Linked DNA regions of Drosophila melanogaster: region 2 is linked to region 1. Evidence: chromatin contacts called from public Hi-C data. All regions are on one chromosome and are shown on one strand. Each heading gives the region's core, a stretch centred on a gene start, on an enhancer-like site or on the middle of the called end of the contact. The rest is flanking DNA. Distances are from core to core; before and after follow the strand shown. Region 1 holds the start of lncRNA:CR44218 (long non-coding RNA:CR44218). Region 2 holds the start of cbt (cabut).

Region 1 (7,647 bases), core at 1,834-4,333:
GAATAAGCAGAGCAAAGACAGATGGGCGCAGCAGCAAAACGCGCACTCACACACACATACACAAAAATGGTAATAAAATAGGTAAAGTAACAGCGGCAGCTGTAGCAAAAGAAGAAGCACAATAGCAGAAAGCCATACACAGTTTTCGGAAAAGCCAAAGAGCTTTGGTCTGCTGTTGAGAGCCATCCGCTAAAACTGAGTCTGCAACAAGCGAAAGGTACACACAACAACAACAAACATCCCACAAAAGTTAGTTGGGCAAAAATTACAAACACGTCACCGCCTTTTGAATGTGTAACGGAACATTTATGGCAGGCCCATTTGGCGTTAGAGATGAGTGGAATGCGGTAGTTGCAGCATTGACGCCAAGAAATTGATCAAAATGCATAAACTTCGCTTATCTAAATTTGTGTATAAAAATAAATTGGACAACTGTCATTGCGACTGACTGATAAACATGTGGTTTATCGTAATGATAAGAATTGCGTAAATGCATTTTATTCCAGTCGTATGTTTTAATGATTATTTTTAAGATCAAATATCATTTATTTATCAGTTCAATACCCACCTGAATATTGGATGAACCCTGAGGAAAACTCTTCCAGGGACTAAAAGACCTAATCGGTGGATGCATTGACATGCAATGAGAATAGTTTTGCAAACAGTCAGACGGGAGAATCTGGAAGTGCAAAACTGACGCTATGTTTCCCGCTAGAACTCCGAAAACTAAAGGAAGCCGAGCACACACACATGTAGGACACAAGTCCTGACCCGATTATCGAGTTGAAACTGTTTTATAAAATTTGCACCTGGACCTAAACCGGATCGAATGGATATAGAGCCGCCCATTGTGAATCTAGCAACAATAAAACAGAGAGAACCCCGAAAGAGCGAGAGTGGAGAGTCGCTCTCTCAAGAGCGGTGTACCGGCTGAAATCGAGCGAGCGGCGAAAACACACGACAAAGAGAAACGAGAGAAAAAAAAAAACAACCCAACAAGTGAAACGAGCAAAAATTTTGTCGGCAGAGAAAAAAACAAAAAGCAAAAGCATGGCATAGCGTACGATAAAGAGCAAACCAAAAGCAAAGCATGTATATCACGTGCTGCGGCAGTGGATGGGAAGGGGCAGACGGCTGAGTGGGGGGCCGTGTGCCGGCCTTTGGCGGCAGAGCTGTCAGCGTCGTAGCCGACAACGAATAGCATGAAAGACAAACAGAAAGGAAAAGCGACTGAGAGACAAAACGACAGAACGACTGTTTCGTATAGAAAGAGAGTGGGAAACCGAGGTTGCGATGAGCCAGTCAAAACAAAAAGTGCGAAAAAGCCGAGGGAGCCAGGGCAGAAAAAGGAGAGATTAAAAAAGTTTACAAGGCTATGTACAAATTTGATAAGTTTATGGTAAGCAAAACTTATGACCTATATGAGCTGTTTCAGTCATTAGATGCAAATACAATTTCTAGAAAATTATGTTTACACATGTGCACTAGTAGGCAGTTTGTGAACTTTAAATAATTACATTTTTTCGAATCGAGAAAGTTGCGCTGTGCAATTGCTGTTGGGTGGTCATCAGATGAGAGAGATTGCAAGGGGAAAATCGCGAAATGAAGCAATGCAAAGAAAAGACGGCGAATGGCGGCGACAACATTACGGCGACAAGTACAAAACACGTATTATGCATGTGTGCGTGAGTTGGAGATTCGCATGATTCGTGCAAATTCGCCGCATAGTTGTTCCTGCTGTTTTATTCGCATTCGCATATCGTGATGCCTTTTGTTTGTACATGTGTATCTGTATCTGCATCTGTGTGTGTTTGTTGGCCTGGGTGTGCTGTATTTGTGAGTTGGGGTCGTCGTCGTTCATATGTTTGCCTTGTTGTTGCTGCCTGACGTTGTTTGGTCGGTTTTGATTCGGTGTTTTGGGACGGATGATATTATATGGTCGCTGGTCTCTGTCGCTGCCTTTGCCCGGTTTTCCGTCCATCGTTCGGTTCTCTCGCCCGTCATCACTCTTCTTGTTGAGCTCGTCGGTCATTTTGATTGGGTACAGTGGTACGTCAAAAGCCTGAACGGAACCTTACCAAAATCTTAACTACAGATTACCGAGTGATTATCCATCTGTTAACAGCAACACATTTAATATTTTAATAATTTCACAATACTTTTATTAAATTTATAATTTAATTCTGTAAAAACTAATATCCATATATTACCACCTATTTTACTTGCAGTCCGAGAAAAGAAAGCTTTACTATTGTTTCCCAATGATTTCTAACATACCCCCCACCAACCCAGCTGGTGTTCTTCAAATTTTCACGTCACATAAGTTATTTTTTCGCCTTTTACTTAAATTTTTTCGGCGAAGCCGAACGAAAACAAGAACAACTGTAAGCAATGAGTGGTGGAACTGCCCACTCGCCCCAACTTTAGCATTATTCGCATATTAACGAGTGGGGGAGGGAAGAATACGACGAGAGGCGAGGTGTAAAGGGAGAAAACAGGCGTGTGACGTTTTTTCGCTGCTTTTTCTTCTTCTTCGCCGAAAAGAGTTGATTGAAATTATTTCGCTGGCGTTTGTGTTTGTGACTTTTCGCTCAATTCGTTTATATGTCTGTGTTGCGTGTCTCGCTGAGTGTGTGTATCTGTTTTCGGTTAAAGATACATAATTATTTCTAAAAAGCATTTTCTGCCTGGCCATTGTTGTAAATCGCTCGCACTTTCACGACTCCGTTTGGAGAGGAGTACTTACATTAACAATTTACTTGAAAATAGTATTACTCACCATTTTTAAATTATTTTTTTGCTGCTAATCCATTTGACTTTATCTTGTTTATTATCGCAGGTTCTCACAATTTACAGTTCATTTGTACGGTTCACGTTGCTCTCTTTAGTTTTTTTTCTCCCGTTTTCTTTTGTTTTTCGGTTTGGTTTTTGGTCACGCAATCATTTTGGACGCAAGTTATCGATAGTTAAGCGCAACGAAATGACAGATGACGGCGAATGAAAGGGCAACAAGAAGCACAACAACAATGCTAATTCAAGTGTAGATACACATGCGAAATAATAATTGTAGCACAATTGCCGTTGCAAGAAGAAGACGCAATGGCAAAAACTACAAAAGCGCAACGGTTGCAATTGTGACTGTTGCTTCTTCTTCTCGCGGCCCGATTCCATCTCACTTACTCACTAACTCACACAAACGCGCGGTAATTACAATTAAAAGTAGTTTTTTACAGCCGAAAAGAAACAAAGAAATCGATAGATATTGCTGGAAATGAGGGGAAAAATCTCTGCGCCTTGGTAATTGCACCAGTAAAAAAAAGAAAAAAGACGAAGATGGAATGGAATGGAAAAAAATTGTTACAGCCGCCGAGTGGAAGAAGAAGAGATGCACAACAGACGACGCGACGCGTCGAGAGCGGCGACAAGCGCATGAATTTTACGCTCTCTCATCAATTGCGCGTCGTAGCGGCGGTGTGTGTGTAAGAGCAGACCAGCATATCAGAGAAAGAGTGGCCCGGCTAGAAAAACGTGTGTCCAAGCACTGCCAACTGTGAGTGTGTGCACCGAATGAGAAGAGAGCGAGTGGAGCGAGGAAGATGGAGGCAGACAGATGAGTTGACACAGCGACCGAAGCAGAGCAAAAACCAATCAAAGAGGAAGAGCCGCAAATGGGGATACCGTTGCATATGTGCACTGTATCTATGTGAGTGCTACTTTAGACTATCAATATAGAAATATTGATGACAGCTACAGTGCAGCTTGGACCAAGAACACCAAATTTGTTATAAAAAGAAAAAGATTGCACTCGAGTTGTTGGTTGTTTTGCAGCACAGATTAAATTTGTAGAAAAAACGAGGAGAAATTTTATCTGCAACAGAATCGTCTTCTCAAACCTGCGGATGTTTTGCTAGATTTTCGAGTAGTTTTCCTGTTTATTTCTTAAATTAAAATCGAGCCATTGAAATAAACCTAATCGAAAAATAAGACAATTAATTTGGGAATATGATTTGCACTTCGGTTTGTCCCATCGCAATAATAACAAACTGTGAAAAGAGCAACGAGAACGTCGACTGCGACGTTGGCAGAGCAACTGTAGCAATGGCCATTATGGTAGATGGATAAATGCGCCACGGGGCGTGAGTGAGGGTGGGGAGAGATTGTCTCCTGCACAGGTGCAAAATGTGCGGCGCTGCATCACCCGAATAATGTTGGCAACACTGCAGCGAAACGGGGCACAAATACATACACAAAATGTATGCTACAAGCGTTACGAGAAAAAAAGTCCTAGCTATAACCACCAACAGTTTTAATTTTTTTTGAGTAAAAAGCGGGAGTAAAGAATATGGCGAATAGAAGTTGGAGAAAGAAATCAAATGAGCAGGCAATAATCAACGTGATAATTACACTCAAACATGATGAAGACGAAAACGCAAGCGAGCATCGCACACATACACAAACTTCCCGATGATGACCATTTTTAATTGTATTAGACGGTCGCCGCTCACATTTTCGGATTTGATTTTCGATGTTCTTCGGCAATTTTGCCATTAATTATTCGCACACACACATACACGAACACAGGCGCATAGAGAAATGCACTTGGAACTGCGGGGGAAAAAACAATTGAAATTCGACGGCTGCTACTTTTCAGCTTTTCTTCGTAGTCTCGCGAAATATATTTCTTTTGCTTTGCCGTTTTTCTTTTCGTCTCGTCGCTTGTCTTCTTGCTCTTTTTGCTTTCTCTGTCTTACTCTCCACTCTCCTCTTTGCACATTTTTTCTTTTCAAGTGACTCGGTTTCGACCACTTTTCAAATGCTAATTTTGCTTAAAATACGCTCAACTCCGATCAGATTTGGTGCTTTTCCAGATGCCGGCACCCTGGCAAGCGTTTTAAAGCAATTTTTCTTAATTACTTTGCACTTTAAATTACCGTTTAACGCAAAATTCTAGCAGCAAATTTCAAGACAACGCGACACACACATCAAAGACCTCCATTTTGTTTTGTTGTTGTACGCTAGAGCTGGGACGAAAATCAATGTTGCCAGAAGTCCCGGATACCCGCCAATCGATGGTTCTTCTTTTTATGCCATCGATATATTATTTTAAATATCGCTACTGACATCACTAATGTACAAATGACAACAAACGGAAATATTATTTAACAAACAACTTAAAATTTAACGATAATTAGCATAGTCAATCGGGTATAGTTAGACATGTAGCTGCTGAAGTAAAACTGTCGACCTTTTCCTGGACCCAAACCACGTGCAGCCTAGACCCAAAACCATTACGTTACGTTAGCCGGCTTTCGTCGTAAAATCAAAACTAGCCAACTTATTAAAAAAGCTGATGTATTTTAGTTAAAGGCTACGCCACTTTAAGTCGTTTAATAGCGTGCTCAGTTCCGTCTTTGACTTCAAATGCATCCGCTTTTCCAATTTGCGGTTTTAGACCCTTCATTTCGTCTTCGGTGCTTTTCTCGTCCTCAGAGCTATCCGAGTATATTATGGGACCGTTTCCTTTGAGAAACATGATGGTTTTTCCCAGACGACGCGCCTCAGCCTTCAGGAAAAGTTCCCGGCAGTGCCCGTCCACAGCATTTTTCCCTTGGTCCTCTGATAGGCCGAAGATAAAGGCCCTTTAAAATGTTAGTACCAATTAGACTTCATCTTAAAGGTAATCTAGTTAGCTATATCTTACAAATTAGCAACGTCGTAAGGTCCTCTCAGCTGGAATTCGTGCGCCGCACCACTGCTGAAGATAACGTTCTTGGACTTCCCTTTGGTGCAATAGTTCTGGGCGATCTTTATCATGTCCTTCCTGTTATTCGAATCGCAGATAGATGGAGCGTATTTAATTTCGAAGAACATGCCCCGACGGACTGCCACCTGGTATGCTTTTCGGTTTACCAAGAGTCGGGACCCAGCCACAGGATCAAAAGTTATCAAGTCCCCATTGAAGGCAGTGCAGCAGTGCTTAGATGGTCCGTGTTAAATGATGATTTGAAGGTGGTACTTATAGTGACTTACCGTCAGGGCGGCATCTGTTTTCGGTTGGCCAGCGATGAGATTGAACTTCCGCAGATTATGGGAGACACTCTACAGCAACAAATACAAATTAACTTGCTATTATCCATCATCAAGTGTTCCTACCATCGCGTGGGCCACATTGACGTCTACGTAGAGAATGGTGATTCTCTGCAGGATTCTCAGCTTGTCCTGGAACTCCTTGCGCAGATGCTCGATCTTATGAGGCTCGGGAAACATCTCGGACCCACGTTTGCCCGGATCCTTTTTGCTGTGGTCGAAACTCTGGTCGATGGCCACTGTTTTGTAGCCCGCTGCAACGAGTATGTCGGATGTCGTGGGAATCTTCTGTATGGTCATTTGTTCTCACTCACTTTCCACCAGCTCGTTAAGCAGGGCCCGCAACACGGAGTCGTCCTTGTTGTATGGTATGCTGAAATCGTAAAATGGCCTTGTTTGCTCCATTTTAGGCTTTGTTTTGATTTTCGTTGCCCACAGCGTGCAACCGGTGTTTAGAGTGGCCAGCTTTCGCCAGATAATTGAAACACATTTTAGGGCACAAATAACACGGTCACACTAACAGTTTTTTTTTTTTACATAGGAAACTTTAAAAGTATAAATGCACAAATAGAATGGGTTCGCATAAATTGGCCAATTCAACCGGTTTGGGGTTTGCTTATGAAAGAAACCCGCCATGGAATCAAAAGTTTGAATGAAAACAATCAATGCGGTTTTTAAAACAAGCTTTTTTTTATTCGCAGTCATAGAAACAAAAACAAGAAGGGTGTTTCCTAAAGTACAGGTTTAAGGTCAAAGCGGCTCCTGCGCATCCGTTGGGGCTATCGTCAGGTCATCGTCTGAAGTTCTCGTCACCTTCTGGTGGTCCTGCGGGGCGATGTGCTCCTCAAAAAGCTTGGCCCTGGCTCGGCGGGATTTGATGAAGATCCCGTGACCAGGACAATCGCGATCGTTGTTGTAGCACCTGTCCTTGCAGCACACGCGGCACAGCTGGAACTCGCACTTGGATCCCTGGGGATTGGCGCATTCCGAGCAGTATTCCAGGCGCCTCTCGTGCCGATGCTGGATCTGGGCCTCCGTTTTGTTGGGTCTTCGCTGGCGTCTTCGAAGTTTCTTCATCCGTTTGCGGGAGATCTCCTTGCCGTCCTTGTCGAAGTACTGCCGCTTGGTTCGGTTGGGATCCTCAGCCTCGCGCACCTTTTCGGCAATCTTCTGGCGATGGGATTCGGGTGAGGCGCGTATATATGGTTGACACAGCCAGGGAGAAAGTGGCAGCTTTATTGGGGAATATAAAATATTCGTGTTATTTCAGATCCACTCTATTACAAAGATCCGTTCGAGCAACTTACATCTTCCTCTGATCCAGCAGCCATTTGTTCGGGCTCGTATGGCACCTCGCCCTTGTGGAACGGCTCGTATTTTGCCCGTACTTGTTGCACGACGGCTTGGAATTGCACGAGCTGATTTGCAGTGGCTAGGTATTGCCGTAACTCAGAGTTCTGCCGGATATTCATGCTACGAAATAGAGAATTGATTTTGAAAAATCGGTTTAGGTTCGGTAGTGTAGAGACTTACATGTGATGGAAGAGCTTGAAGAGATGT
Region 2 (7,647 bases), core at 3,171-5,670, 230 kb after region 1:
AACGCTGCAAAGTCCTGTAGCAAATCACACATTGTATCGCACATTCCGACCCACTTTGGAGCTGCTCTTTGGTACGGATATAACAGCTCCAGTGCCCGCAAAGCGACCTCGGGTGGAAGAAAAGTCCACGTCTTTTGAGCAGGAAGTGCCACATGTGCTTCAAGGGGAAATTGCTAGGCTCGATACCAAGTTTAAAGTGAAATTGGACACCACGTCACAGATCAACAACAAGGCCATTCGCTTGATTTGTTGCCTGGATGACAAAAGGTTGCCTAGTGTTCCGCCCGTAAGTGTGAGTGTGCCGGAGGAATATCCGTGGCAGGCTCCGGACTGCTCCTTGGCGGAACAGGAGTATTCAGCCACCCCCTTCCTGCAGACGGTGCAACAAGCTCTCATTGCCCGCATCTCGAAGTTGCCCAAGAACTACTCGCTCTCACATTTGTTGGACACCTGGGAGATGGCCGTGCGACAGGCGTGTTCCCCGCAATCGAAACCCAGAGCAGTCTGTGAACTTTCCACTTTGCTGGGAGTTTAGCCCAACTATTTGGTTAAATTCAACTATAACATTAAATCTTAAGCTAAAAGTGCGTACGCTGCAAAAAAATTACTATTTATTTTAAAATCTTTCTAATTTCTGTTTTGTTCTAGATATATTTTTATATTTGTTGGAAGTTTTACCTAACTATCCGGCCTAATCAACTATAAACATTTTTTCTATTTACGCTGGGCAAAAAGTGTGGAAAGTTTAGTAAGTTTATATCTTGTTTAATTTTAAATCAATGGATATTGAAAATTTTAATTTCATTTTAGATTCCCAAAATGCCCCTCTGTTTTGGGTAAATACATTTTAACATATAAGACAAATGGCTTTTATAGCTAAAATAAAATAAAACCAATTATTTCAAAGAATATTGAGCTGCACCGCATTGAAACATCCTTCTATATACACAACACACTCATCCACTCATCAAGCAAAAAACATTCCACACTCAAGACTTAGTTCAATACCAAAATGGGGCTACATACTTTGCAAATTGTTTCAGTCGGATGAGATTTTTAAAAAGGTAAGCATAAACAATTTGGAATAGGGCTTGTCATTCTAAAAAAAAATTAAGTCACCGCAATAGACTTCTGCCCAATTACGCTTCCCTCCCAATTCATAGAATAACTTTAGTTTTCTTTGGAAAATATGTATATTTTCATTTGTTGAGATTGGAATCGTGCGATGATCCATTATTCTATTTGTTTTCATTTTCTTTTTTTCACATTTAGCAATAAATACAATTGTGTGTGTTTTAGCTTAAGAGAATTACACTGACAACTATGGTACAATAGAAAAGAGTTAAGAAAACTTAAATATCACAGATGTTGGACGCCGAATGCGTCTCTTTATAGTATGTACAAACACTAGGGATATTCAGAATATTAATCTGAAGAAGATCGCTTAGATAAGAAGTGTGCTGTGTGCTCCTGGAAAGAAGTGGCATCTATCCGATTTGGGTATTACGTATTGAATTTGAAGTTGATATATGCACAAAACGGTGACAAGATCTAGCTCCTAACTAAGCTTAAGTCTACACCAGCTACATGAGAGCGAGAAGGCATTTCGAATTTGACTCAGATGTTAATTTGTTTTGAAATTTGGTGGGAATTCATCTCTGTTTAGCTGGCGATACTGTGGGGCTGAGATTGGTTCTGATGCTGCTCGCATTGCTCTTCTCATCGCTGCACTTGAAGCAGGGTTCCGCCGAAGGTGAAACTGCTGGCCTGCTGCTGTAGCCTCAGCAGATCTTGGGCGCTGTAGACTTGCAAGCTGGCGGAACTGATGGGCGAGGAACTAGCGCTGGAGCCCGCCGGTGCTATCGCTCGCAAATGGAGCGAGGCATCGCAGAGGGAAGCCGCTACCGAAGCTGATGTGTTGTTGTTGGCCAGGGAGACATGTCGATTCACTCCGTTCGCCTTGTCCTTGTTGTGCCGTTTGACGTGCTTCGACAGGTGATCGCTTCTCATGAATTTCTTCTGGCAGACGCTGCACTGGAATTTCTTTTCACCGGTGTGGGTCCGTTTGTGTCGGGACAACTCATCGGAACGGGAGAATCGTTTGTCACAGTTCTCCCACTTGCAGATAAAGGGTCGCTCGCCGGTGTGAACCCTCTGGTGGGCCTTCAGATGACTGCTTTTGAAGTAATTCTTGCCGCAATCGGGAAAACTGCACTCGTAGATGCGACTTCTGGTGGCCGCCGCCTGGGCGGCCGTAATTCTGGTTGTTAGTTTCTCCTCGGACATTGTTGGCGTTTTGGGTACGGGTGTGGGGCTCTGTTGGGCGGCCACTGTGCTGAGCAGGATAAGTTGGCTGGCAGACGAAGCTACTGGGCTAACATATATCGGTGTCAGAATAGGTTTTATTTCCTCCTCCTTGATGCATTCCGCTGGAGCAGGTGGCGTTACAAGCTTCGCAACTGGTGTCTCGGGTGTTTGTACTGGGGGTAGTGCCACTTCTGCAGCACGCTTTCTGTTCATTTTGAACTTGAGATTGCGCCACACATTGGCCTCTGGATAGTCGTCCTCCACAGTGGGTGGTACTGAACTTGTACTTGTGTTTGTGTTGGAAGAGGAACTACAGCAGGAGGTGGAACTAGATGAGTTCTCGTCTTGGCTACTAGAAGAGACAGCGCCAGAACTGTTGACCCGCATGATGACGCTAACCCTTTCCGCTTTCTGATCATCGTCCAGCTTTTGATCCGGCGGCGGTGTCATGCTCATAGCAGGTTGTTCCAAACGGGGTTTCTTGTTGGGAACCGCTATTTCGGGAGCCTCGTCTTCCGTGTCCGATGGATTTGGTGTAATAATCCCTCCATTTTTCTGACTCTTTTGGGCCACCAGCTTGAGCTTTGCCTTTAGCAGATTCTCGTTCACCTGTTGTTCGTCCTTGGCGACCTGGAAAAGGAAAGAACAAGTTCAGGGTTAGTCAGAGTTCGTTAACATTGTCGAGTTTATGTTCTGAGGAGTGCATTCACATTCACAGTCCCATTCACTTTTCGCTGACCAGCATTGACCCACAATAACTTTTCCTCGCAATTCGCTAATTACGCCGGCGGCTGACAAGGCCGTTCACCGTTAACCTTCACACACCCTGCAATACCCCGCCCAACCCCAGGTTCAATGCTCCTTCGAAAGGCCAAGGGAACTTTGTTTTTGGCGGTTTTTGAACTCTTTTAAAGGCCGTTTGGGGTGACAGAATATTACTCATTAACTGTTGCTGCCAGCTGTGCTTTAAATTATAGACGTATGTAAATGTTAAAGGTGAATACTGTATTGATGACCACATAAAAGTCTTTAAATTGATGTGCTCCTGACAGAAACAAAAAATGTCTTAAAATTTTAAAAACTGTTCTTAATATGGACTTTTCAAATTTCACTACTTAATTTTTAAGGATGAAAACATGAGCAACTGTTGCGTTTTCGGCGCATATTCTAGAACCATTTAAAAATTGCGCCTAAAAGCATGCAAGGAAAATGCAGCCACACCACCAGTATTATTATGACGTGCCTCAGGTGGGTGATTTCATGGGGAAGGCGAATGCGAGGGGTGTATTATGACTCGTGCGAAGACGTCGAAATCTTTTTATGGGCTCGGCACGTTGCGCTCTAATGTGCGACAGTGTTTGTTTGTTTCTTTCTTGGCCAGATAAAAAACGAGCCAGAAATGTGACATGGTTTTATGGGTTGGGGCTTGGCCTGTTTGCCTAGCTTTTGGCTAGGCCCTCTCTTTCCTCTCACACTCCACCGCTCGCCTACAGTTGCCAATTGGCAACTCACCTTCTCTCTTTTGCTTTTCTGTTGTTTTTTCCTAGTGGTGCCAAGTCCAATGTTCAGCTGCGGCCTCTCGCTCGCACTCACACATCACTCGCTGTGCATGCGGTGTTCACGTGAAAGCGTGTTGGCTGCGTGATCGCATGGCTGTGTGCGAGTGCGAGCGGGACGAGGCACTTTGTTTTTAGAAACGCGGCAAGTGGGAGCGAGAGCGAGCTAAGTACGATTCCGTTTGATTTTCCGCTGCCTTGAATGCACTATCCCCACTCAATAAGCACTAATTACACTAGCGTACACTGTATATATCCACTTTGTAGGTCACTTACGATTTCCAACTTGTTTTCCCTTAGTGGGGGCGTTGCGGGTGGTGAAGGTAGCAAGGTATCCATGTCCATTGCACTTTCAAATTTCAGTTGCACTCTCTTTTTTTTATTGAAGAGTCTGTGTTTGTTTGTTTGTTTTGTTCCGGGGCTAATCACTTGGTTTAATCTCAGTTTGTGTAGATTTTTGCACTTCAGCTAACTTTGCACTGGCGCTTTCAAGTGCCGCTTGCCGTTTTGGAGCGAAGGCGAACCGTTGCGTTCGGAATTCAAGAGACGAATGAAAAAGGCAAAGCCATTCAGCTCCCAGCAGAGCTGCCGCCGCCGACGCCGCTGCCGGCAGAGGCTGTGCAAGTGTGAGTGAGTGGAGCCGCCGACGACGTAATCACTTGGAAACGGGCAAGTGTGTGTGAGCGGGCCATCGTCATCGGCAGTGGAGCAACCAGTGCAATGTAACCCGGACGAACATCAGCCAGCAACGTGGGCAGCACCTCCTCGGCTCCTCTCTCTCGGGCGCAAAAAAGAAAAAGGTCAGGTCTCCTGCTCACTCACCTCTCAGCAACCCACGTGCACCGGACAAAATAGCCCGTAAAGAATGACATCTCTGTTAACTCAATTTTAGACTGTAATGTTGGTTGGCAATAAGTTAAAAGAGATTCAGGTGAACCCAAATCGTTTTTAGTAAACTCTCTAAAAGTGTATGGCTATTTTAAATGTTGCCATCTTTTCCGAGAAGACCCAAAAAATCACCGAAGCGATTTCTTTCTGTGCAGGACACAGACACACAGCCAGTAGGAGAGAGGCCCGCAGAGCACGTAATCAACGCATGGACGTCATCAGCTGTTCACTGCGGGGTCTTGTGTTTGGTGCTATAGAGAACGGGTCAGTAGAGGAGGAGCTGGGGAGGGTGTGGGGCTCCATCGGCTGTCTATTCATGGGCTGTGCATGCCCCAGCCGCGTGCACAGCGCACACCAACCGACACACTCACAGACACACCCCAAAGCCGTGTCTGAGTAGCTGACGTAGTTGTTGCCACGGAAGTCTGTGAATAATCGGCTGAAAAAATACTTTAAAACTGGCTCGAAACCTGGCAGACGCCCCTCAAGCTGAAATCTAAGACCTGGCCGCATATATTTGCATTAACTTTGGAAGTCTGACTTTAAGCAGACACGGATTTCATTAATAAACGAAAGGCATAGTGCGAAAGCAGGAGAGTATGGGAGCTCAACAGTTGACGGGGAGCATTGCCAGGCCCAAGAAACTGGGAGATAACAAAGATGAGTCACGAAAAGCAGGCATTTCAAAATCCTCTTATTCACCACCAGTGAATGCATGTAACTCAATTAAGTCGTCAATTGATTACATTTATTTTGTTTGAAAACCCTCCTAGGACACGGGTAAATTCTACCTGGCAATGCTCGCGTTTCGCCTGTAACAGTTTTCAAAGCAAAAAGGGGCTCGTACACAGAGCACACACACCAAAGAGCGAGCGGCAGAAACAGCTGTGGTTATTGGCGCTCTCTTGCGCAACAACAACGAATAACTAGCACGCCATACCCCACACCAGACTTGTGGGGCGACTGTTCAGGCCGTGTAGGGTATTCAGGGGTAGCATGGGAGCAGCTAGATTAGATGCAGATCTCTGAAAAGTTTAAGTTTTATTTTTCTTCACATTCCCTAAAAAGAAATTTTATATTTGTCGTTACTAAATTAATGTCATTCCATCCGTCTCCTACTGCTTTATCGCCGCTTTTAGAGGGTATGCCCAAGTGGACCCCTCGAAAATAACCTTCTTGACGGCTGAACAGCTCGCCTGCGTGTTTTATGGTGTGCGTGAGTGTCTGTGTGGGTCCGTCTGGTATCACGCGTTGACCTCATGATGTTCACGTGAACATTTGTTGATACTTTGCCTGAGCGGACGAGTGAGTGAGTGCGAGTGAGACGAGGCGAAAATGCCAGCAGTCTGTGGCGTGCCTATCTGTGCGCTTGTGTGCGTGTGGGGGTTTGCAGTACTTGCGTTTTTGTTTTTGTCTTTGCTTCGTGTTTGTGATTGGAATCGGAATTCGTGTGTAAATTTTGCGCGGAACTTGAAGCGATGGCCTCCACTCTCTCGCGAATGTGGGCGTGTAAATGGGCCGATATACCGTTACCGCACCCCTCTCCATTGCGCCCCACCCCCCGCATTTTGAATGCAAACTGCGGCGCAGTTGAAGCTCCCCACCGGCCAGCTCCTCCAGTCCTCGCAAATCCATCAAGCGGGAATTCATGTGCATTGCGGAGGCTGAACACAATCAGCAGCCGCAGGTTAGATCTAAAAATAGACGTATATCTCGGCTCCCCGGCGGGTTCAAGTTCAGTTCCCTTGACTTGCATTCGCCCACGGAGCTCCCACGCCCACCCACTCAATCTGGGATGGCGAAATCTGGACTCGCAGAACTCACGTGTGCCCACGCACATTTTCGGAAACGCACGTAGGCCGCTGACTACTGGAAAAAACTGAGTGTCAGTGCTATAGAATTGCACAATAGAATTGCTGTATTACATATATTTTTTTAGTTTGTTAATTCATTGCTTATTCCTCACTAACAATACTGAAAACTAAAAATAACTCTTTGATTTAGATTTCAAAACTTGTTCCTACAACACAAAAGCAAGCAAAATACCTTTTTTTCGGTGTGTCAAAGGCCGACTTAGAAATACAATATATATATGTATATGTATGTTATATGTACATATAACTCATCGTTTTTCGCAGAGCGAGTTTGCGCATTGACGTAACTCTCTTCTGGCATCTGGCATTACGTAGCAGACTCGTTGGCTCGGTGACGTCACACCCACGCTGGCTCCTTGCTCCTGTTGCGCGTCAAAGGTCACAGCATAATAAGCGTGACGTTGGCGTGAGCTTCTGCCGGGTTCAAGGCCTCCTACGCTCCTTTTTTCTTATTAACGAGGAGAGGAATCGCATGCAGAATAAAGCCTAAGGCGCAAGCAGACAACTTTCCGTCGGTGGAGTTGGTCGAAATGTCAATCACAGGTGGACCCTGACGTCAGAGGGCCTCGAAAAAGAACGCTGCTTATTGATATTATTCATATATCCATTTAATCATGTACTCAACGAGTGGCACACAGTCTGACCAAAAGTCATAAGGAACTGGTCTATAATTCGGCACGGCAACAACGTCAAACGCGTCAAATGCGACGCCCATTTTCCTAGTTTCCCTCGATTCCCATTCACAAACATTTCCCACACAGTTTCTGTTTGTTGGCCTCTGCTTGCACGCGGGCGTGGACGACGCTACAACGTCGTCCGAAAAAAGCGCCAAGATCGTCAAAACTCTCCATGACGTCATGAGCCCAACTCGTGACTCCAAGTGCAGACTTCGTTAGTTTCTTGGTTTCATATTGCTTACCAGCCTTTGTCAGAAGTCAAAAGAATCAGAAATTTCCATTTAGCACGCATGTAAACATGTTTACAAACAAGAAGATTTTCCCCAATTGAACAGATTATGGGGG

The links. Hi-C and Micro-C count contacts between places; a contact is called where the count stands out from the background.
Region 2: a contact with region 1 is called in a Hi-C map of the Kc167 cell line, with 3 times the contacts expected there. The contact joins the promoter of cbt here to the promoter of lncRNA:CR44218 in region 1. A contact is called at or near these places in 5 of 107 Hi-C or Micro-C datasets (the D17-c3 cell line, the Kc167 cell line, the ML-DmBG3-c2 cell line and 2 more).

The regions. Positions count from the first base shown.
Region 1 is chr2L:245,826-253,472 of dm6, forward strand. lncRNA:CR44218 (long non-coding RNA:CR44218) reads left to right here and starts at 3,084. Exons shown (of 1, transcript NR_073677.1): 1 at 3,084-3,987. It overlaps kis (kismet), which reads right to left and starts at 4,998. Exons shown (of 18, transcript NM_078717.3): 1 at 4,932-4,998. Rpp30 (RNaseP protein p30) reads right to left here and starts at 6,548. Exons shown (of 5, transcript NM_001272879.1): 1 at 6,402-6,548; 2 at 6,154-6,341; 3 at 6,031-6,099; 4 at 5,702-5,976; 5 at 5,214-5,639. The coding sequence starts at 6,492. The coding sequence ends at 5,369. It overlaps Dus1 (Dihydrouridine synthase 1), which reads right to left. Exons shown (of 5, transcript NM_164377.3): 3 at 7,621-7,647; 4 at 7,395-7,560; 5 at 6,764-7,320. The coding sequence ends at 6,838.
Region 2 is chr2L:475,268-482,914 of dm6, forward strand. It overlaps cbt (cabut), which reads right to left and starts at 4,421. Exons shown (of 2, transcript NM_164384.2): 1 at 4,140-4,421; 2 at 1,179-2,937. The coding sequence starts at 4,208. The coding sequence ends at 1,720. It overlaps ush (u-shaped), which reads left to right and starts at 953. Exons shown (of 9, transcript NM_001272902.1): 1 at 953-1,064. It overlaps MED15 (Mediator complex subunit 15), which reads left to right. Exons shown (of 7, transcript NM_134684.3): 5 at 1-584; 6 at 649-748; 7 at 811-903. The coding sequence ends at 535.